Linked DNA regions of Sus scrofa: region 2 is linked to region 1. Evidence: chromatin contacts called from public HiChIP or PLAC-seq data. All regions are on one chromosome and are shown on one strand. The core of a region is the stretch at or near the end of the contact, and the rest is flanking DNA. Distances in the headings are between cores, read along the strand shown. Region 1 holds the start of WNK1 (serine/threonine-protein kinase WNK1). Region 2 overlaps LOC102167892 (a long non-coding RNA gene).

Region 1 (5,318 bases), core at 1,294-3,793:
ACAAACAAGAAGCAGGTGTCTACCTGTAAACCAAAATGTTGCCTGTAAACCAAAAGGAATGGAACCTAAGTTTTTAAGTATGACTGATCAACATGAAAAAAGTTATGGTTTGACAAATTTTTGTTTTTTTAAAAAATGATCTGCCATCTTTCCAACTCTGAAACACTATAAAATTGAGCACTTTTTATTTCACAATGCCTTATAAGTTCTATGTCACTAACTATAAAACTTAAATTACTTGTCAGTTTTTCCCAGGAAGTTTACTTCCTTCCACATGCTAATTTCCCTTCACATTTGATATGGCCTCAGTTATTTGGAAGGTGACACTCAAAGGGTTAAGTGTTAACATATTAGTTCATGGAAAATAGATAAATTCTTAGACCTTTCAGTTTGGTTCATATTCTATTTCAGTTTGGCCCATTAGTCTTGGCAAGAAGATTATGGGTAATGGCATTTTTCATGTTTAATGCAGGCATTTTCATTCTGTGCAGCTCTGCTTCTTCCATAACCTATACATGTTCACTTCCTGATGAGGACACCATTCAATCAAGCTGCTACAGGTCAAGCAACAAGTAGCCCAAACCCAGCTATTTAAACCTAGAATATACCTGTCAACCAGGATGACACACCACTATTTACACCATGAAAACCTCCTAGAGATTAAAAAAGGAAGCCTTGTGACTCCTTGGGATTCTTGGGAAAGTTTGGCTTAAAAACCTTTCACAAGATTAAAACAATGATAATAACATTACTACTGTCAAAACACATTATACAATTTACACAGGCTCCTGTACTGTTCACAGTATAGGGAATAGGCTGCAGGCATACTTTAGATTTAATTACCAATGTCAGGTCACTGCTAGCTTCTACAAGGTTTAAGCATCATTAGGTAGAACAATATCAAACACTTATTGTACATTTCTAGTCACAAATTATTTACCCAAAGAAGAAATACCTTTTAATAGTTTATTAGATTCCTGTGTGACCACGAACTAAGATACATCCAAAGGAAGGTCATTCGTGAACAAGGTCTTTCTTAAAAACACAGCCTGATCTCACAGATGGAAACACGCGCCTAACACATCAGCAGCTCATCATTGCAGACCTCCTGATGAGTAGAAGGCAAGAAGGCTGTGCTTAATCTAACTCAAAAACTTCCCCACTAACTTCAAGTTTCCTGCCAGACACTAAAACAATAACGAGTAAGCAAGACATTTGTACCAGGATGCCTTTCACCACTCCTTCCCTAGAAGCAAATCGCACTAGCTACAGCCACTAACTCCTATTCTATCCAAACACCTAGGTGCAAGCCCCAAATTCTGGTTTCTACCTCTTTTCAAAAGTTGGCCTCCCACCACACTCGACTTGGAGCGAACAGTTAGAGAAAGACATGCCAAGGGTGAACTCTAGAAACTGGTCGAACTGAGCCAAATCTGGGATCCAAACCACCGTAAAATAAAGAAGTAGCTCGTGTATACCTGCAGTTCACACCAAGCGACCTCCACCGTAGTTTCGGTGTCCAGACCTTTATAGACCGTCTTAAAGGAGCCCCTGCCAATTTCGATGTCAAACTTGAGAAAGCGGCCATCATTGGACATGCCCACTGCCTTGGTCTCCAGCTCTTCGATGTCATCCTGCTGCTGGCTCCGCTCCTCTTGCGGCTCCTTGGCGCTGCCGCCGCCGCTGCCGCTTCTCGCCGACGGGGGCTCCTCTTTGCTCCCCGCTTGGCTGGGCTGGGCAACCTGACGGTCTCGGCTGGCGCTGCCCGGGGCCGAGGCGGCGGCCGGGACTGCGGCGGCCGGCTCCCCTGGGGTGGCGGCGGCTGGCGGCTGCTGGGCCACATGGGCGACAGCGGGGGTCAGAGTCTCCTCGCGGTGGGGCTCCGGGGGGCTCCTCTGCTGGGCCACCGCGGCGGCGCCGGGCTGGGGCAGTGGGAGGGGGAGGCCGGGCAGCTCCAACGCCGTGGCGTTAGAGTCGCAGATGACGCTACGGCGGAAGAAGCGGTGCTCGGTGGTGGTGGTCGCGGCCGCCCCCCGGCTGTCCTTGTCCATGGTGTGGCGGCGACGCCGGTACTCCTCCGTCCTGCCGGCTCCGGCGTCCGCTGCCGCGGCGCCCAGCTTCTCCCCCACCGAGGAGTCCGAGCTAGAGCCATTCTTGGGGGCAGGCGCTGGCGGCGAAAGGAACAGGGAGCCCGGCGGGCTGCTCTGCTGATCGGCCCCGCCGCCAGACATGGTAGGAGTGGGAGCGAGGCAGGCGGCTCTAATTTGGATAGAAGCGGGCCGCTGTGGGCCGACGGCCCCTCACTCGGCACTGACTCGGCGGTCCGAGCGGGAGGCGGGGCAGCGGGCCGGGCTGCGGAGGCCGCTGCGGCTGTCGAAACGGGCTGCTCGGGGGCGGTGGCGGGGCGGAGGCACGGGGGCTGGCGCCTCACCGCCCGCACCCATCGTGCGGCAAGCGGCGGCCGAGCGGACGGGAGCGGCAGCTGCGCGCAGTCATGGGTGCAGCGCGGGAGCCCGCACCGAGTCCAGGCGGGGGCGGCACTGGCTCCCCGCCGCCGTGGCCCGGCCGGGCGGGTTGGGCCCTGAGGCCGGCAGCTGCGCGCGGACCCCCGAACGGCGGCCGCTCAGGCGCGGAGGCGGGGGAGGCCGCGCCGGGGCTCGCGGCCAGGCGGGCGGCCGCTCCTCCTCCCCGCCAAACTCCTGGACGGCCTCACAGGCCACCCATCGCCCGACGCGAGGGGCAGACGCGCGACGCGGAGGAGCAGAGGAGCTGCCCCCGGCCCCGGGCCTCGCCGCCCGCCGCGGGCCCGGCGGACCCCGTCCCCTCCGGGCCGGGGCCGGGGGCTAATAGAGGGAGGGCCGGTGGGGAAGGGCCCGAACCGCTGCTCCTCCGGGCCGAGGAGGGCAGGGAGGAGGAAGGGCAGTCACCCCGTCAGGAGCTTCTGTCACGGAGACGGTGCAGAGAGGCCGAAGGAGAAGAGCCGCGTCCGCCAGGGAAACTCCGCGCTAAATGGCGCCGGGAGTCTAAAACCTCCACACAGCCCGCTCCGGCCCCGCCCCCCAGCGCCCGGAGCGCCCCACCCCCACCCGCTGGCGGGGCTCTCGCGCAGGCGTGCTGTCCCGAGGCCCCTTGGGACTTGTAGTTGACGCGTTGAGGAATGAAAGGGACGGAGGAGGAAGGCGCCTACGACTCCCGTGTCGCCCTGCGGTTACTTAGCCTGATGCCCGACGGGAACTGTAGTTCCTTTTGAAACCGCCCCTTCTGGAAGGTGGGTGGGAGCGTCACCGTGGGTCGCTAAGCCCCATCCCTCAGTCGGCACCAGCTAGGGAAATCATGACTTAGGCATTAATTGTGGAATGAGAGAAGGGAGAAGAAAAGGAAAGGGAGGCAGGACGAGGGGAGAGGCTCCCATCATGCTCTGCTGAGGCGAGAGCGAGCTCTTGGTGTTGCCGTGGCTGGAATATGGGCTGCTTCTGTGTAATGAGGAGCCGCGGCGGTGCTGAGACCCGGGTGTGGTGGAGAGCAGGGGGAGCCGGACCCCCTCCCTGGGCCACAAACTTTGTGCATCACACTGATTGGGTGCGTGGCAAGGAAGGAGACAGGGAGAATGATTGTGCGCCTACCTCCCATAGCACTTAAGGCCGCATCCTCGGCTCCAGCCCAGGACACACACTCTGGCTCTCAGTGTTGGGCTGCCCCAGTGTAGTCAAACGTCAAAGCGAACTCTGCCAGAAAAAAAAAGACTGTACGTGGAAAGGGGGGAAGGTGAGGTGGTAATGGACTCAAAAGACAAGGTCTGCGGATCTTTGCGTCTTTTACCACAAGCTTGAAAGAGCTGAATTGACTTGGACGAAACTTAAATGTCCAACTGTCTTTTGCTTGGTGCTTAATAAACCAGCATCCCTCTTTACTCTAAAGGTGCATGAATGTACACATGTAATCTATATCACGGCTTTGGATGTGGAGGAAATCTGCAGACTTGCGGCTTTCTCGAAAGCAATCCTTGGACTCGCCGGACCCCTTACTCCTCTCAGTTATTCAAGATGGTGCAGGTGATGAGCACCAGGGGGCACCCGACGGAGAAGGAAGCCAGACGCGAGGCCAGACGGCGGTTGAAAGTCTAAGCTCAACGGTAGGAGCTGGAAGCACTTAAACGTGTGCAACCGCACAAAACGTGCGCGCGCTTCGAATCCGACTCTGGCTCAGGCTCAGGCTCCGGCTCCTGCCCCCGCGCCCGCTGGGGACTCGCTCCGGCCGGGGAAGCGGCGGTTGGAAGCAGCGCGACCGAAGGTTTGTTAGCGCTAGTTTCCTAGGAAATGCCCAGACCTACTGGAAGAGCTCCACTTCGAGAAGTTTTGTTCTACAGTTCCTCTGATAACGTAAAATAGTTACACTTATTTCAGTTCATCAAATTACACTTCTAGGTACGCAGAACAGTTTGAAAACCAGCGGTTGTTAGGTTTCATGAAACTGTAGCAGATAATGAACATTTTAAAACAGGAATTCAGTAGAGACAACTAGAGTCTTAACATGTTAGCATTCCACTGTTTTAGAAAATATCCCCTTCACTCGTTAGCTTTGTGTTAAGTGGTTTGTCTCCAGGCTTTAACTTAATGCAAAGCAAGGGGAGAAATGACTTTAAAGTAGATTTGTATGGTACTTCTTGAGGCAGCTTCTTAGAACTCGTGAAGTTGTTGCTTTACTAGGGAAAATAGTCTACTTTAAACATGAGACCACTGTTTATAAATTGGTGAGTTAAAGGAGATCAGTAAATCACAATGTTCAAGTTTGGCACCATAAAAAAAAAAAATGACATTTCTGTGTGACTGGTCATTAAAAGCCTTTATTATTACCTAGTCTGCTTACCGGGCCCTGAACTTGTGGCCACACTGCATTGGACACAAGTCCCTTGACAACCACCATGCCCTATCAACACGTTATTTCAGCCAGGAACAACTAATTTCATTGTAAATAATTGAATTAACTGTTGACTTAAAACCACACTTGCCCATGTGATGGCTTTTCCTACTTGTGTAATGTTAGTTGCACTATGAAAACAGGTAAAACTCTTGAGTGTAATCATGTTGTGTACAATGGTTAGATTTAAAGATTAAACTGTTTATGTGAATGTTTTACTACAGAATTTATTTGTTCAGCTCCCATTTTAATACTTACCATCTTTCAATCAACAGGGTATTTTCTATTACTCATTACTGTTACATCCCTAATAATTATTTTCCTTTCTCTGTCACTTCAATTATTAAGTAAAGAATTGACCTCTCTGTAATCCATATAAAACATCAAGTTAGAGGTAGCAG
Region 2 (5,318 bases), core at 1,569-4,068, 100 kb after region 1:
TGGTTTCCAGGAGCGACTCTGTAACAAGGACCTCCCCCCTCTCACCAGGCGGGAATCACGGGTCTAACTTCAGCTCCTCGCTTCGTAGATGAGGAAACTGTGGTCTGGAAAATAAAGCGCTTCATTCCAGAACCCAGATCCCCTAACCACCTCCCTGGCTCTTTTTAAGATGCTCTTAGGGCATCCTGCCCCCTCAGCCCTGGGGCTGTCCCTCTCCTCCACCCTCTCTCCTCACCAAGACGTCTCCAAAGGGCACCCAAGGGAAGGGATGACTCTTCTCGGCCTGTGGGATCTGGGAAACAATCAGAGTAGAGAGTCAGCTGGGTAATGCCAGGCCCTGGCAGCAAACTGGACCACCAAGCCTTGACCACGGCCACCATGGGCTGAGGGTAAGCGGGGCAGGACTGCCCACCTTCTTCGGTCCTCACAACAACCCCCGCGAGTTCAGTGTTATCTATCTGAGCAGCAGCTGCAGCAACACTGATCCTTAACCCATTGTGCTGGGCTGGGAACTGAACCTGCATCCCAGTGCTCCCAAGAGGCTGCCAATCCCATTGCACCACAATGGGAACTCCTCAGTGTTTTCTCAACCATCTTCATTTTACAGAGGAGGAGACTGAAGCTTTGAGGGGTGACAACAAGGTCACCGTCACTAAAGGCTTCAGAGAGAGGATTCAAAGCCAAGTCTAAATCCAGACCCTGAGCTGGTGACAGCTCTGCAAAGTTACCTATGTGAGGCTGGCTGGGCTCAAGACTGAGGACTACGCTCTTTGCTACCCCTGGGCTCAAGGAACCATTCTAACCCCAGTCACAGCTTAGCCGTAATGCCTTTGCCTCTCTCTTCCAGAAGCCTGGGCGCATCTTTGCTGTGCCTGGGGACAGAGCACTTATCCTTTCAAATCTGATTCTAGCTCACAGCCTGTGCGCAGAGGAGGCTGGAGATGGGCAGCTCCTCTGCTCATTCCCACCTCTGCTTACGCCACTCTCCATGCTAAACTGCTCCCTCCCCAACTCGATGACTAATGAAAGAGGTGGGCTCAAACAAAGGCTCCCCTTCCCCACAAAGCCCTTTGGAACCATGGGATTCAGACACTGATTTTTGCGATTCCTCTGAAGCATCTTCTCTTTGACCTTAAATGCAGCTTCTGCCTTTTGTCTCTTCCGACTCACACCTGAGAGTCTTACACCCCCAGAGAGCTCCTGGAAAGCAAGTCTTGGACATATTCTGTCTCCTCCACCCTAAGCGCCTGGCTCAGGGCTGGACACATCATCGCCTGCTAACAAGAACTTGCTGAATTAAAGCTAATGGTCCTGAGAACAAAGGTCATGAAATGTCCTTCTGGTTACTGCCCTCTCTGCTGGCTGCCCACTCCCTAACCATCCTGTGAGGCTCATGAAAGTTCAGGGATGGGTTTTTGCCCCCTTGTCAGAAATAAATCTGACCTTTCCAAGGCTCCTTTGTCTGTGGGGCCCACATGGCTCTGCCTTGAGACCTGTCTTCCTGCTCCTGAGCAGGCCCTCCAAGCACTTGGCAGCTGGGGTTGGGGGGGAGGACAGGGCTCAGAGGCAGGAGACGAGGATGGCGTGCTCCCCACTCTCGTCACCTTCTCAAGGGCACTTGTGAACCAAGTGTGTCTGCCTTGTGCTGCCCTGGGAGGCTGAGAGCCTGTTTCCCTGCAGATGGAGGCGGAATGTCTGGGCTAAGAGGCAGTTCAGCTCCAGATGCAACACCCCACTGTCTCCCCAGAGCCCAGTGCTCTGGCACTGTGACCGAGCGGGCCCTCGGGCCATGGTGCTATCCCACTGACCATCACTGGGTCAGCCCAGACTGCTAAGCGAAGGCTGCTAGGGGTCCTGAGCGAGACACACACCTTTCTTTCTTTTTTCTTTCTTTTTTTTTTTTGCTTTTTAGGGCGCATCTGCAGCATATGGAGGTTCCCAGGCTAGGGGTCTAAAAGGAGCTACAGCTGCCGGCCTATGCCACAGCCACAGCAATGCAGGATCCTTAACCCACTGAGCAATGCCAGGGATCGAACCCACAACCTCATGAATGCTAGTCAGATTTGTTAACCACTGAGCCATGACGGGAACCCTAAGACACATACCTCTCTTAACCTCAGTTTCTTCCTCTGTAAAACAGAGGGGCTGGGCACCACTGAGGGCTAAATTCCTTCCTGCAGTAACGTTCTACAGTCCTAAAATAGCACAGCCTTCTCTAGACTTCCCCCACTGCAACCCCCACCCTGCCACTGACTTCCCACAGGATTTCAAACACAGTGCAGTCAGCGCTGAGCCTCTGCATTGTCTGGTGAGGAGTTTCCATGCACTGGGATGGGCCCTCAACAGAACAAGGTCCCTGCCGTCCAGCACCCTAGAAAGCCATGGTGGGGGAGGGGACACAGGGGCCTTATTCAGTCTGGCATCAAATCAGTAAGTCAGATCCTCCCCCTGGTTACCTCTGGAAAATGCTTCGTCCCCATCAGACTCTGGGAGCACGGAATAGGCTTAATAACAAGACCATCTAAATTGTTTACCTCTTTTACAGTTTATGAGATGATCTTACATCTACTCCACAATTTAAAATCCCCGTGACAACCCCATGTGGAGGACAGGGATTATTACTCCCATTTTACAGACCAGATAAATGGTGGGGTTTCCCTGACTTACCCACACAGAGTGACAGAGCTGAGAATAGCAACATCCTAAATGGAAAACACCGGGGCCAGAAGCCAGGCGCAGGCACACGCCCTTTAAGGAGCTCACTTTACCACAGAGAAGTCCGCGGAGCAATCCCACTAATGTGTAAGTCATACGCAAATAACACGCAAGCATGTGGAACCAAGAGTCTGGAGGTGGTTTGCAAAGGGACAGTGCAAACCACTCACTCTATTCCTGCCCAAGAACCACAGAAAGTGGAGGAGGCCACGATGGAAGAGGATACTGGGGCATTTGCAGCCTGCTTTGTTCCTTCTCCTGACGGTTCTGGTGGAGGAAGAAGGAGGGATTGGAGCCGGAGAGGTTGTGGAAAGAAAAAAGAGCTCCTTCCCTTCCTCTCCTCATCCTGCAGCTCCTGCCCGGAGCTGAGCAGGGTGAGCCAGCCCAACTCGGGCTCTGGGTGTCCTTCATGATGCCCCGGGGGACCGCAGCATGGCTGCAACCCCTCCACGCCCCTAGTCTCTGATTCACATGGGGTGTGCCATGTACCGCGGGGGACTGAGCCTCCAGAAAGGAAGACTTTGAACTGACGACCAAGTTAAACCATACAGTCACTGCAATCGGCTAAGGAAAACAAGCCGACTCTTTCAAAGGTGAGGCAAGACCTCCATCACACCTGGGGAAAGGTCAAGGTCGCTAGCCCGTGGCAGAGCCAGGGTTTACACCCAGGATGGGCGACCCCAGAGCTTGCACGCTAACCAGAGCCCGGCACTGCCTGCACATGGGAGGTCTTTGTGAGGGAGACCTTTGACCAGCAACACCCAGAGGAGTAATTGGAGTCAGGAGAAGGCCAGGCCTCCGGACAACAGTGGCTTCACATAGACTTGTGAAGCAGAGGCCAGGTCCTATAGGAAGCAGGGCCTGGGCCCCAGTGCCCCATGGTAGTTGCCCAACCTCTGCGGCTAAACAGAGAGCTGAGGTGAGGAAATCAGAACATCCTGGGGAGTGAGCAAGGGACAGGAAACAGGCCTACGCCAGGGGGGCAGGGGCCCAGGGACAACCTGTGAGCTTCTGCCTATGGTCACTTCCTTGGAGACTCAGGGACCCGTGAGAAAAAGTGTAGGGGCCAGACTAGTCCTTTCATCCTGAGAAGCCCTACAGCGTCACAGACACCCCCAATTACACACCCAGGCAGGAGGGATGCGACTGCACTCTGGCGGGACACTGGCCTCAGCATCTGTCTTGAAGACAGGTCTGGAGGCAGAAGGACACTAGGTGACAGGATGGAGAGGCAGGTGTTACATAGGGCTTCTCAGCTATTCTTGCTTCTCATTGAAGCAAGGCCTGGGGATCCTCTGGCAGGGACACACTCATCCCCAGCGACTTCTGAAGCCACGAAGGCCTGTACCAGGCTTCACGACAACACCCTCCTAGGTCAGGGCACCCAAGACAACAGCAGGAGTGACCACACCCTTAATAAAATACAGGCAAGTTTAGCTTCACAAGCGCCAGAGACTTGCCACATCTGTTTTGGAAGGTAAACACCCAGGGATTTTTAATCCTGTATTGGCATAACTAGGGATTCTTCTTTCCAGAATTAGGTCACAGAAGAGGCTGCTGTATGGAAGATTTTTGGACAAATCTTAAAGGTATGAGAGAGGAGGGCACCATGCAATTTCCTTACACCATTGAGAAGTCTTGCTTCTAATTCAGAGGTTGGGAGCGAGGCCTGTGTCACAGACAAGAAGCCCCAGATCTCGGCACCTTGGCCTCCCTCCTCTTTGGAGGTGGGGTGGGGTGGGGTGGGTTTCCTGATGTGACTATAACCCCGTCATTGTCATTTGCCTGGGACCAGAGCATGTTTTCACTGTCCCTAAGAGAGGACGCACACAGATGATTCCCTGGCGTGCCAACACCAGAAACTCTGTGCTGCCCCCACCCACGGATCCAGACTCAGGTCCTCCGGAGATCAGGCCCTTGAATCTACACACATTCCTTTTCAGTGCAACCCGTGATTAATCAGCAGGCTGTAAGACATCTTGAAGCACTAACCAGAGGGAGCTTGGTAATTTGTAGGTCACCCAATGCTCAATGCAGGGTGACAGAATTGACCCCAACAATCAGGTCATCATCACTGCCTCTGTTTCCTGTTTCCCTCCTCTGGCCTCAATTCCCAGAGAGGTTCAAGTTTGCTCCTAGAACTGTTCTGTCTGTAGGACTTTGTCTCTACCTCGGCCAGGCAGCCACTCGGGAAGACAGCGTGATTCTGGGTTTCCACGCCCAGAAATTTCCTTGAACCAGTCCTCCACTTTCTTGATATGTCTTCTGCCCCCAGGACTCATCATCGGCTTTTTCTAATCAGCTCACCTCTGGCCCTTCCCATTACAAAAGCTCTCTGTAGCCCCTCACCCTGGGCAGAGTCCCCTGTGATTGACACCCCGTCTCCGGGGACTGGTCCTCATGTTTCAGCCCCGTCCTCCCGCATACTTCCTACATCCACGCCACCTCTCTGCCCATCAACAGGACCTGCTCTTGCCTGTCTGTGGATCCTAAAGCAGGGACAGAAGTCATGTGGGGCATTTCCCATGTTCCAGGAGCATGCAGCCCGTGGCTGAGTCTCACATGCAGCTCTCTGCTGTGTGCCACAGTACACACTATCCCGG

Evidence for each region. HiChIP or PLAC-seq counts read pairs in DNA pulled down with a chosen protein or histone mark.
Region 2: a contact with region 1 is called in an H3K27ac HiChIP or PLAC-seq map of alveolar macrophages. The contact joins the enhancer-like site here to the promoter of WNK1 in region 1. A contact is called at or near these places in 1 of 5 promoter capture datasets (liver), 17 of 47 Hi-C or Micro-C datasets (blood, brain, embryonic fibroblasts and 10 more) and 2 of 2 datasets of contacts at active chromatin or transcription factors (alveolar macrophages and skeletal muscle).

The regions. Positions count from the first base shown.
Region 1 is chr5:67,998,017-68,003,334 of Sscrofa11.1, reverse strand. It overlaps WNK1 (serine/threonine-protein kinase WNK1), which reads right to left and starts at 2,543. Exons shown (of 29, transcript XM_013997884.2): 1 at 1,479-2,543. The coding sequence starts at 2,231.
Region 2 is chr5:67,894,966-67,900,283 of Sscrofa11.1, reverse strand. It overlaps LOC102167892 (a long non-coding RNA gene), which reads right to left. Exons shown (of 5, transcript XR_002344143.1): 5 at 4,958-5,318. Among named protein-coding and RNA genes, the nearest start is that of WNK1, 100 kb to the left of the region's middle. Within about 2 kb of position 2,818, at least 14 of the 83 cell types and tissues checked have an H3K27ac peak or open chromatin away from gene starts, as enhancers often do. A contact at or near this core is called in alveolar macrophages, fetal skeletal muscle, omental adipose tissue and 2 more, where this site is marked.